Regions from separate parts of the Sus scrofa genome. Here region 1 is linked to region 2. Evidence: chromatin contacts called from public HiChIP or PLAC-seq data. All regions are on one chromosome and are shown on one strand. Each heading gives the region's core, a stretch centred on a gene start, on an enhancer-like site or on the middle of the called end of the contact. The rest is flanking DNA. Distances are from core to core; before and after follow the strand shown.

Region 1 (5,704 bases), core at 2,540-5,039, 590 kb before region 2:
TGTTCTCAGAAATCATGATGTATGGTACTGAACTATAGTATATGGTTTCAGTCTTTTTCTCTAACTGTGAAAGGCCCCTGTTCCAACTGAGGAACCACTGCTTTAGGTCATGGGGCCTTGCGTGATGGCCCTACTCTTCAGTGCAGTCCTGGCCTCATAAAAAGATACTGAGACCTAAGGAGAGAATTGGCTGCTGCTCTTTCCAAGTGGGGATGGAGATGGGCGCTTACATGACAGTGGGTCTCTCCTTGACCCTTGGCAGTTAGGTTTCTCTCTCTCTTTTTTTTTCTTAGAGCTGCCGATCTATACCACAGCAATGCAGGATCTGAGCCATGTCTACAACCTACACCACAGCTCACAGCAACAGTGGATCCTTAACCCACTGAGCGGGGCCAGGGATCGAACCTGCACCCTCATGGATACTAGTTGGGTTCATAACCCACTGAGCCACAACAGGAACTCTTGAGTTTCTCTGTTGATAGAGAAAATACTGTAGCTTATGTTTGAATACTTTTTTTTTTTTTTAATTTGAAAAAAATTTTTTTTTCTTTTTTTGGCCACACCTGGAGCATATGGAAGTTCCCTGGTCAGGAATCAAATATGAGCTGGAGCTATGAACTATAGCTGCAGCAGCAAAGGATCCTCAACCCACTACACTGGGCCGGGGAACAAACCACCTCCACAGAGACAAGCTAGATCATTAAATCACTGTGCCACAACAGGAACTCTCTAAGTGTTTTTTTGTTTTGTTTAATTATTGGAATATTATATTTAAATGGTTAAAATTTGGTCAGCGCATGAATGGACTGATTCAGAAGGGGCCAGCTTTCCACTGCTTTACCTCTTATGCCCCACCAGCCTCAGAAGAATCCCTTCATTTGTTTATCTGTCTTTTATTTGTTTTGAACACTTTGGCTTCAAGTTTTGAAGTCAATTCTAAGCAAAATGGAAAGAGGTAACCCTGACGGACACTATTTGTGAAAAGAACTTGCTGAGTATCTTCACCAGAGACAGCAGATTCTAAAGATGGATTTTTCTCACTCATGAACAGAACAAATGAGGACATTTTGTACTGTCAAGATATTAGTTATAACAGTTATTTTTTTTCTGATGATAGTAACTGATTCTTTAGATGTATACTTGAATTCCAAAATTAATTATGCCTCTACTCAGGTAAAATAAAAGTTTTTTTAATGTTAAATTTGTACAATAGTTTATTGTTTTCATTTTCTAAGGCAAGAACTGCTGGTGAGGTGAAATGACTGTGTGGTTTTATCACAGCTTATACATTAGCCAGGGTTCTCCATAGAAACAGAATCAATGGAGATATACATACATTAGAGAGAGAGAGAGGGATTTATTTTAAGGAATTGACTCACACAATTGTGAGGGCCAGCAAATCTGAAATTTGCAGGGCAGGCCAGCAGGCTAGAGACTCAGGGAAGAGTTGATATTGCAATTCAAGTTCAAAGGCAGTCTAGGAGGCAGAATTCTCTCACTTCTCTGGACCTCAGTGGGTTTTTTTTGTTTAATTAATTAATTAACTTTTCTTTTCTTTTCTTTTCTTTTTTTTAACAGCCTTACCTGCAGCATATGGAAGTTCCCAGGCCAGGGATTGAATCGGAGCTGCAGCTGAGACCTATACCACAGCCATGGCAACACTTGATCCAGGCTGCATCTGTGACCTATGCCACAGCAACAGCGGATCCTTAACCTACAGAACAAAGCCAGGGATCAAACCTACATCTTCACAGAGACAACATCGGGTCCTTATCCCACTGAGTGACAATGAGAACTCCCCCATTCTTTTTTACTTTAAGCCTTTAGCTGTCTAGATAAGACCCATCCACACTCTAGAGCCTTTACTCAAAGCCTCTACTCAAAGTATACTGATTTAAGTGCTAATCACATCTTAAAAATAACTTCAAAGCAACATCTAGACTAGTGTTTGACCAAAAATTGGGCACCATGGCATAGCAAAGTCAACACATAAAATTAACCATTATAGCTTGTAAATTAATAAATGTACATAATTTATAATAAGTACATACCCTGGCGTGAATAAGACCAAAATTATCAGATTAAAAGATAAAGGTACAGTTTTGAGTCTTAGATGTTCAGAGCTCACACAGACCTCTTACTCCAGGACTGGATAGATCAGAGATCATATTCTTTGGGACGGGTTTTCCCAGCACTGGGCCTGCTGTCTCAGCTCCCACTTCTTAACAGCTATTTGCAGATCTGTCCTACCCACCCACCCACAGCTGGAGTTTGTGATGGAGAATCCAGTGTTCTGTTCTGCACACAGCCCCCACCTGCACACCTCTGAAACATCCCAGTTTTTCCCTATAAAACCTTTCCCCTCTAACTGACAACTGGGAGATGGTTTGGTGGATATTAGTCTGCCATCTTCCCAGGTTGCCAGCTTCCTGAGTAAAGCATCTTTATTTTTCCATGAACCCTTGTCTCTGGAAACACTGACTTTTTAGCAATGAGCACCTGAACTTGAGTTTGGTTCCAGCTCCAGCTGGTAATATTACTTTTAAGTACCTTATTTGGAAAGTCAATTATAAGAAAAAAAAGAGTGTGTATAAATGTATGACAGAAATTGACAGAACAATGTAAAACAATTACAATAAAAAATAAGATTAATAAAAAAATAAAATTGAATATGGCTATTCAGGAAAAAAAAAAATAAAAGCCTATACTGCAAAGGCAGCAAGCTAATAAGAGTCACTCCTGAGCAATATTATTTCAAGTTGTGATCAGGATAAACCATTAGTCAGAGTCAAGGTTTAGCTAAGGGCACATCTTCCTCCAGGAACCCAGAACAACGCCACAATGAATTTTTTTTTTTTTTTTTTTAGGGCCACACCCAAGGCATATGGAAGTTCCCAGATAGGGGTTGAATCTGAGCTGCAGCCAGCAGCCTACACCACATACACAGCAACAGCAACCCTGGATTTGAGCCAAGTCTGAGACCTACACCACAGTTCAGGGCAACATTGGATGGCAGCAGACCCAGTGAGTGAGGCCAGGGATTGAATCTGCATCTTCATGGATACTAGTTGGATTTGTTTCCACTGTGCCACAGTGGGAACTCTCAATTTTTTCATAATAATTTTTATTTTTTCTATTATAGTTGGTTTACAGTGTTCTGTCAATTTTCTAATTCAATACAATGCAAACATTCTTATGGCTTTCAGGTATAAGGAGAACTAGAGTTGCAGAATGTAGAAGTTTATAAACAAAATCCCTGCTTTTCAGGTTGGAGTCCAAAAAATGATAAGTATAATAGAAATAATGAAGAATAATTAATAATGATAATTAGTTATAATAATTACGAAAGAAAGGATTACTAGGATTACTGCGTTTGAGTCACTGTGTCCCTCACAGGCATTTTCTCATTTAAATTACATATTCTTTATGGGTGCAGAAATAATTTACTCAGGATTGCTGAGGGCCCAGCTACCTGGACTCCAACTGAGTTGGCTCAAATCCCCAACTGGTACTCCTAGCATTACGCTCAAGGTCAAGTGCTGCCCAAGCTGCACTTTCTTATTCAGCAATGGGGCCAGGGTCACTTTCAAATTTAGGCCAATCCCACTCAACCCTTGGGCTAATTCGGTGAGGGGGTGGGCTGGGATGGAAAACAAATTGGTGCTTTGTTGGGCTCATCTAAAGAAAGTTAAGAAGTGGGGAGGAAGAAGCCAAATTTATTCGTTGTAATATTTGTGCTCTTCCTCTCGACACAACTAGATCTTCGAAAACTATTTGGCCTCAAAACAACTGTTAACCGTTCTTGATTACTGTACCAAATGCAGTATCGCCAAGCATCTGTCATCCACGCCGTCTGCTTCTACTGCAACTCTTTACTGGGAGCCCTGGCAGGCGAAACCTAAGGAGCGATGACAGCGTCGGCGTCCCCCACGCCCAACTCCCTGAGCCCAGGGCGGCTCCGCTTCCAGCCTGCACTCCCGGTCCGCCCTGGCCAGGGGTGGGCGGGGCGACGGCTGCGCCGTTGCACTCGCGCAGTTGCGCGGCTCAGACCAGGTCCGGAGGGTTCGTGGGTCGCTCTAGCTATCTCTATTAGCTGTCTCCGCAAAGCAGGGCGTGCGCGGCGGTGATGAGCTGGGAGCTGTTTCTCTGGCTGCTGGCACTATGCGTGCTGCTCGCGCTCGTGGTGCAGCTCCTGCGCTTCCTGCGGGCAGATGGCGACCTGACCCTGCTGTGGGCCGAGTGGCAGGGGCGACGCCCAGGTGAGGACCCGCAGCCGCCTTTCCGGAGTGGACGGCCGGGTTCTGTGCGGTCGGTTCTCCGCCTTTCTCCGCGTCCCTCCGGGTGCGTGGAACTTCCGGGCGACGAGGTTGCGCCTTTCCCGGGGGCTGCGGTTTGGGGAGGAAGGGGCCGAGGCGTTTTGTCTTCTGTCCTGGACCATGTGGACTTGCCTGGTAGCCAGAGTTAAAGAGCAGCGAGAGCGCTGGAATTGGCAGCGCACCCTCAGCTTTCTCAGTTCCTAACCCTGAGGGATTTTGATGAAGTGTTGGAGGATAATACTTTGCGAAACTGCGTTTGCAAAGGAACCAACCTCCTTTTGAGGACTAGTTTTTCTACTTCGTGAGGTTGTTCATCTTCCATTTCTTACGCTAGTCAGAGTTGTGAAATAAAATTTGAGATATTCCACAGTCACCCACATACTTGCCTATTTATTGCGTTAAAAGTATAACTAGCAAAAACTGGATTGGTGTTTTGCCAGGAGCAAGACTGTCATACTAAAGGGCGTCCTGCCTATCTCATTTTTTATCTGTGCCCTGCTTCATATTTGATCGTCATTAACTAAACGCATTCTATGTGCTAAACAGTGTTCACACAGAACTGTTCATTTACAATGACACTTATAAAGCAGGCATTATTAATCTTATTTGCCAGGTAGGGAAACATGTTCGGAGAAGTTCAGTGACCTGCCCAGAGCTAGGCTTTGGATTCATAAGGGCTGGAGGGAAGTGGGGTTTCCCCGGACCTAGTTTTCTGTATGAAAGAAGGTTTGCTTTGAAGTGATAACTAATTTGCTTTAAAAACGGGGCCAGGGAAGGAAGGGGTGCATATAGCTTCTGCAAGGGTGAAAATTGATTCTTAGGGACCGAAAAAAATCTTAGATGGTGTAGTGTTTTATGCCCGTCCAAAGCTCAACCCAACCTGACAAAATATTATCCCTTAACATTTCAAATTTTTTCTTGGGCTTTTTTGGGGGCGGGGTGGTATAGCTAGTATACCTCTGACATTGAGCTTATGGAAAATACATAACATATGCAAGATCAGGGCTACAAAATTATGGCAAATATATGGTTCTGACTGGCAGACTTTCTCCTAGTCATTTGCTCCATCTCAACAGATGAAATGTATATGCCTGTTGGCTGCTTTGTGGATGTTTGTGCTTGATCCTTAGTACTTTTTTGTTAACTTAGACTTCGAAATTTACATAGAAATACTTTATATTTTATTGTTCTATGAAAGTTATTTAACTGATTATTCAAGTGCTGAAAAGGAAAAAAATGTTGACAATATCTAGCAGCTAGTTAAATTACAAGTTATTTTCACATATCAAACAAAAGTTAAAAGTTAAGGTGATTAAAGGTAATTTTTAACAAATTCATTCAGTTTTGTCAGTGTTTCACATTTGCTGGAAAAATATCAACTTTGAAGG
Region 2 (6,074 bases), core at 2,325-4,824:
TAGAATACAAAATGCAGAATACTTTTCTTACTGTTCACACATCGGGTAAAAATTAAAACTTAGTTCTTGTTACTCTTAAAATATTATTCTCTGGTAATTCTATGATATTTTGTATTAAATATGAATAATAGCTTGAATTGTAGCCCTTACAACAGTGAATCTTACAAGTTCATTATTTTGGCCTTCCAGTTTTTGAGTAAAATAATGCCCTCTTCCTAAGCAGGATGCAAGGGAGATGGATTATCACAAGGTCCCCAACACTTGGCAGTCATAACCCGGGAAGGAGTGGGGTGGCAGCTTTTTTGGGGTGGAGGATGGTGTAGCTGCTGCCAGGATGTCCTCTGTGCTACAAAGCCCAGCTCCTACACCCAGGTAACTGAAGTCTCAGACTCATGAGAGACAAACAAGAATCAGGTTTTTGATGTATCTTAACGGCTCTTATAAAAGGGGTCATTTATTGCCTTATTCAAGTTCAGGTACACAGTAGAAGTTAATCAATGAATCTCTATAGTCTCATGCTCTACCAACTATAGGTCAGGTAGATTTAAAACATGAAAGAAATGTTACCTATTGGCATTCTTGCTAGTTAATTGTCTGTGAGCCTGTTAAAACTAAAATTTGGTCATCCTCAGTAATTATAATATGAAGTATTAAAAACTATTCAATATGTGATTCTCACAATATTCAGTAGACTCTTTTATATTTTGATTTTTACAGCTGCACCTGTGGCATGTGGAAGTTACCAGGATAGGGTTGAATTGGAGCTGCACCTGAGGCCCACACCACAGCCACAGCAACACCAGATCTGAGCCACATCTGCCATCTACACTGCAGCTTGAAGCAATGCTGGATCCTTAACCCACCGAGTGAGGCCAGGGATCGAACCCCCATCCTCATGGATACTGTTCGGGTTCTCAACCCCCCTGAGCCACCATGGGAACTTCCCAGTAGACTCTTTTGAGATAAGAGTATTTCTTTTTCTGAGCATACAGACAATGAAATAATTAATTCATTTCAACTGGCTGTGTCAACCAATTATTAGGTCTGTAATTGAATTACCTGGCCAAAATGAAGGCTCTAAAGTTCTTGATTTCTATAGTAAATACACAAAAACTAATGTTTTCCACTCCTTATCTATTAAACTGTGTAGCAAAGAATTCTCTTATCTCCAAAAAATAACACTCACTTGATATGATCAGTCTCCTCCAAGATCTGAGATTTTGAGAGATACGAGGTTTGAAAAACGGTTGAAGCAGATTATTCCTATAGAGCCCAAAGATATGACCTGCAGTTTGCTTCTGCTCCACCTGCAGAGCTTCCCAACCTCTCCTGTCCTTGGCAGTGTTAGACCCCCCCCCTTTTGAATATGCCTCCTATCCTCCCAGTAAATCACTTTTATGCCTAAATGAGCCAGTACACTCACTGTTTCTGTTGCTTACATTCAAACATCCTAATCCTAATCCTCCTTAAGATATTTTCTCCTTCACTGTAAATGCCTTAGTTCAGACTCTTTCATTTCTCCCTCTGGGCTATTACAAAGCCTTTTCTTAACTAGTCTCCCTGCTGCAAGATTCTCCTCCTCCAGTCATTTTTGTTTTGAAACAACATTAATGACATTGTAAAAATTTTTTGTTTGCCTAAAACTGAAATGTTCTTTGGGCTGGTGTTCTTTGTTGTTTCTGAAAACCTAGCATAGAAAGGAATTGCTAAATAAATTAATCATACATATTTTTGTTACATATTTTTGTCTTCAGTGAGTCTGAGCTGAGGTTGCCTACCCCCTACCTCAGGACATCTGCCCATATCTGAAGGCATTTTTGGTTGCCACTATTGGCATCTTGTGGGTAGAGGCATGGGATACTGCTAAATATCTGACAATGCATAGGGTTGCCTCCACAACAAAGGATGACCTGACTCAAAATGTATATAGTGCTGAGACTGAGAAGCCCTGTCCTAGTTAACCACCTAAAATGAATTTTTATTTATTAGTTTCCAGTAGGATATTTTTCCTCACTGAAAGAAGTACCCCAAACATTAATATGATTGATTCTAAGATCTGCAACAGTATACTATACTAGTTATTTTTTAAATTAATTAATTAATTTTTATTTATTTATTTATTTCTGTCTTTTCTAGGGCCACACCCGAGGCATATGAAGATTCCCAGGCTAGGGGTCTAATCGGAGCTGTTGCTGCCAGCCACAGCAACGCAGGATCCTTAACCCACTGAGAGAGGCCAGGGATCACACCCATGCCCTCATGGTTCCTAGTCGGATTCGTTAACCACTGAGCCACCACTGGAACTCCTCATTTTTTTTTAGATCATTGTTTCTGGAAGTGCATCGGGAGCACTTGCAGGTCATGTGACTAGGCTCCACCCCCAGAGCTTCAGTAGATTTGGGGTGGAGCCTGAGAATCTGCCTTTCTTACAACCTCCCAGGTCCTGTTGATGCTGCTGGTCCAGGGTCCACACTTTGCAAACCACTGCTTTAGAGAACCCAAGGGTTTATCACACTTTCCCCCATTAGAGACCATGCCCCAAAAACTTGAGATGCAACTTCCCCAGAGCACGCAGGCCCCTCCTTTTGCTGTATCTCCCACCAGATACCTGAAGCTGCATGCGTGGTAACCACCTGACTGGCAGCATCTTAGACTCAAAACATACCTTGTTCCAGAGAATTTATGAAGGATGCAAGTAGGGCAAGGAGACAGTCACACTCCCCTCTCCCCCTACATGTGGGAGCCAGTTATGGGTCTGAGGTCCCGGTCCTTGAAAACAATGTGACATCCTACCTCCAATATCCATATCCTAGCTCCCCAGAGCACTAGTATCAGAATCACCTAAGGGGTTTAGATTCTCGGGCCCACCCTTGGTAATTCTGGGAGTCAGCCAGTCAATATCCATTTGAATAAGCCCACTATATGTTCTCAAAGTGTGGTCCTTGGACCAGCATCATTACCACCAGCAGCTTGTTAGAAAGCCAATTTCTCGGCCAGGACCCCAGACCTAGTGATTCTGAACCTCTGGGGTTGGGCCCAGCCACTTAGGTTTTAACAAGCCCTCTTGGTGATTCTGTTGCATGCTAAAGTTTGAGAACACTTTGTTTAAATTTTCTGCCCCCCCACCAAGTTTAATGTCTCCGGATTTGGATTGTTTTCCACTTAAGATTCTACGAAAAGCACACACACCCCCTCCCTGGGCCTTCCCCTAGGACATCTGTATCCAACAAGGGAGGTTGAGAGTGAACCCTTGTTGAATTTGGTCATCTGTATGAGGGCCAGTCCCGCTTCATCTAGCCGGGCAGGGTCCCTGAGGAGGTCGACGTAGCACTTGGAAGCCCAGCTCCCTGGCTCCCTGGCTCCCCAGCTCCCTGGCTCCCCAGCTCCCTAGCTCCCCACCTCCAGGACAGGTGATGTCCTGGAGCGGCTTTTCGGGGAGTACTCCGCTGGCCGGCGGCCCGCCCCGCGCTCCTGCGTAAACACGCGGTTCCCTGGGCAACGCCTGGAACGCATGTCAAAGGCTTCACTAGGTCCCGGGCGACCGCCACCCCTCCGGCCAGCGCGACTCCCGGCAGAGGTCTCTGGCCCCAGCCCCCACCCACCTCGGGCTGGTGGCCGCCTGCCCTGGTGCGGGATGATTAGACCCGCGGCAGCCGCGGGACCCCATGGAGGAGCCGTCGCCGCCGCCGGTCCGCCCGCTAGTGACCACGGCCTTGTCGGGCAGCCCACGCCCCGGCGCCCTCTCCGTGGCCGGCAGGCCTGGAGGGACTTCCTCCGCGGCGACGGCGGCGGCCTTGCTCTCCTTCAGCACTGCGGCGGCCGCGGCGCTGGGGAACCAGAGCGTCGGGGGCGGGGGCGACAGTACTGGCTCCTGGGCAGGCGGCGGCCTCGGCGGGCGCGGGGCGGCGGGGGCGGTGGGGAGGCTGCCACTGGACACCGAGGCGGCGCCGCCGCTGTCGCAGGGGGCGGCGATGGCGGCCCAGGCGCTTGTCCTCCTGCTCATCTTCCTGCTGTCTAGCCTGGGCAACTGCGCGGTGATGGGGGTGATCGTGAAGCACCGGCAGCTCCGCACTGTCACAAACGCCTTCATCCTGTCCCTGTCCCTGTCGGATCTACTAACAGCGCTGCTCTGCCTGCCTGCCGCCTTCCTGGATCTTTTCACGCCGCCCGGGGGCCCGGCGCCCACTGCTGCCGCCTCCCGGCCCTGGCACGGCTTCTGCACAGCCAGCCGCTTTTTCAGCTCGTGCTTCGGCATCGTGTCCACGCTAAGCGTTGCCCTCATCTCGCTGGACCGCTACTGCGCCATCGTGCGGCCACCGCGAGACAAGATCGGGCGCCGCCGCGCGCTGCAGCTGCTTGCGGGAGCCTGGCTGGCGGCCCTGGGCTTCTCCCTGCCCTGGGAGCTTTTCCTCGGGCCTCTAGAGCCCCCGGCCGCGCAGAGCTTCCATGGCTGCCTGTACCGGGCGTCCCCGGACCCCGCGCAGCTGGGCGCGGCCTACAGCGTGGGGCTGGTGGTGGCCTGCTACCTGTTGCCCTGCCTGCTCATGTGCTTCTGCCACTACCACATCTGCAGGACCGTGCGCCTGTGGGATGTGCGCGTGCGGCCGCTGACCACCTACGCCCGCGTGTTGCGCTTCTTCAGCGACGTGCGCACGGCCACCACCGTGCTCATCATGATTGTCTTCGTCATCGGTTGCTGGGGGCCCTACTGCTTCCTGGTGCTGCTGGCCGCCGCTCGGCAGGCCCAGGCCACGCAGGCCCCCTCGTTCCTCAACGTGGTGGCCGTCTGGCTGACCTGGGCCAATGGGGCCATTAACCCAGTCATCTATGCCGTTCGCAACCCTAACATTTCGATGCTCCTGGGGCGCAGTCGTGAGGAGGGCTACCGGACTAGGAACGTGGACACTTTCCTGCCCAACCATGGCCGGGCTCAGCAGGCCAGAAGCCGCAATCGTTTTCGAAACCGTTATACCAGCCGCCTGGGGGTCTGCAGCTGGATGTCTTCTTCCAACCCGCCGAGCGGCGCGGGAGGGGACGTGGCCATGTGGGCTTGCAAAAATCCAGTCGTACTTTTCTGCCAGGAGGGGCCGCCAGAGCCTGCAAGAGCCGCGGCCAAACAGCCTAAATCCGAAGCTAGGGATACCAGCCTCTAAGAAGCGTTGGGATGCGCAGCTCGTGAAGGCAAATTGTCACCAGCGTCATATGACACAGGATTCCGGGGAGAATCGTGTATTTCGTAAAGCCAAACATTTAAGAAAGAGACCTAGGGGAGAGGTTTACCAAGACAGTGACCCTTCCTTCAGAAGTGCCAAAAGCAATGTAAAATGCAAAAATTAAAACTATATTAAACCACACAACCAAGCGTTGTGAACTGTAAGTGCCAAAAATGACAAAAATAAAATTCACAATTATTGAGAAGCTCATATTACAGGAATCACACTGTGAAACAAAAAATCATTAAATGCAACTGGTGTCTGTTCAAATATATAGTGTTTCAGGAAAGAATGGAGACCTTAAGAATTGCTTGAAGGCCCCTCTAAATCACCAGCATTCAGCAGAACTTAAGATTTCTAGAACTTGCACCTCTGACACATGCTTTGAGTACTTAGGTTAGGAGTAGAAATTTCTTATTCTTACACACTTCGCACACTTCGGTGCATTTCTTTCCCGCCCCAACCCCCTCCCCCACCCCCAATCTTTGGGTGAAATTTTAAGTTTATATCCACCTAAAACCATTTTAGGATTTTGAAAAGGTGTTTTCTTACTATAAAATTCAACCATTTGAGGGACAAATAAAAGCAAATAAAGTGTGGCTATTTTAAAAAGTATTCCAAGATTATATTTATAAATTAATGGCCCCCATCTGACCCCTAAATTATCTGCCTTGGAAGCTTTGAGACTTGAAACTTAGTCTAACCAGCAACTTTTGTTTCTAATGATTTAGAGTTGCCACTCTCAGAAAGCTTTCCTGGTCTTAAAAAGATAACTTTCATAGTAGAAAAATCTTTGCTTTTGAGATAAATTTGATTTTTGATGCAGCCAAAAATGTAATTTGAAGTCAAGTTGATTGAATC

Evidence for each region. HiChIP or PLAC-seq counts read pairs in DNA pulled down with a chosen protein or histone mark.
Region 1: a contact with region 2 is called in an H3K27ac HiChIP or PLAC-seq map of alveolar macrophages. The contact joins the promoter of DHRS7 here to the promoter of GPR135 in region 2. A contact is called at or near these places in 2 of 2 datasets of contacts at active chromatin or transcription factors (alveolar macrophages and skeletal muscle).

Annotation. Positions count from the first base shown.
Region 1 is chr1:189,168,830-189,174,533 of Sscrofa11.1, reverse strand. It overlaps DHRS7 (dehydrogenase/reductase 7), which reads left to right and starts at 3,789. Exons shown (of 7, transcript NM_001244160.1): 1 at 3,789-4,259. The coding sequence starts at 4,127. It overlaps LOC102157689 (a long non-coding RNA gene), which reads right to left and starts at 3,952. Exons shown (of 5, transcript XR_002335513.1): 1 at 3,816-3,952.
Region 2 is chr1:188,580,026-188,586,099 of Sscrofa11.1, reverse strand. GPR135 (probable G-protein coupled receptor 135) reads left to right here and starts at 3,574. Exons shown (of 1, transcript XM_021102702.1): 1 at 3,574-6,074. The coding sequence starts at 3,666. The coding sequence ends at 5,153. It overlaps L3HYPDH (trans-3-hydroxy-L-proline dehydratase), which reads left to right. Exons shown (of 8, transcript XR_002347129.1): 8 at 1-81.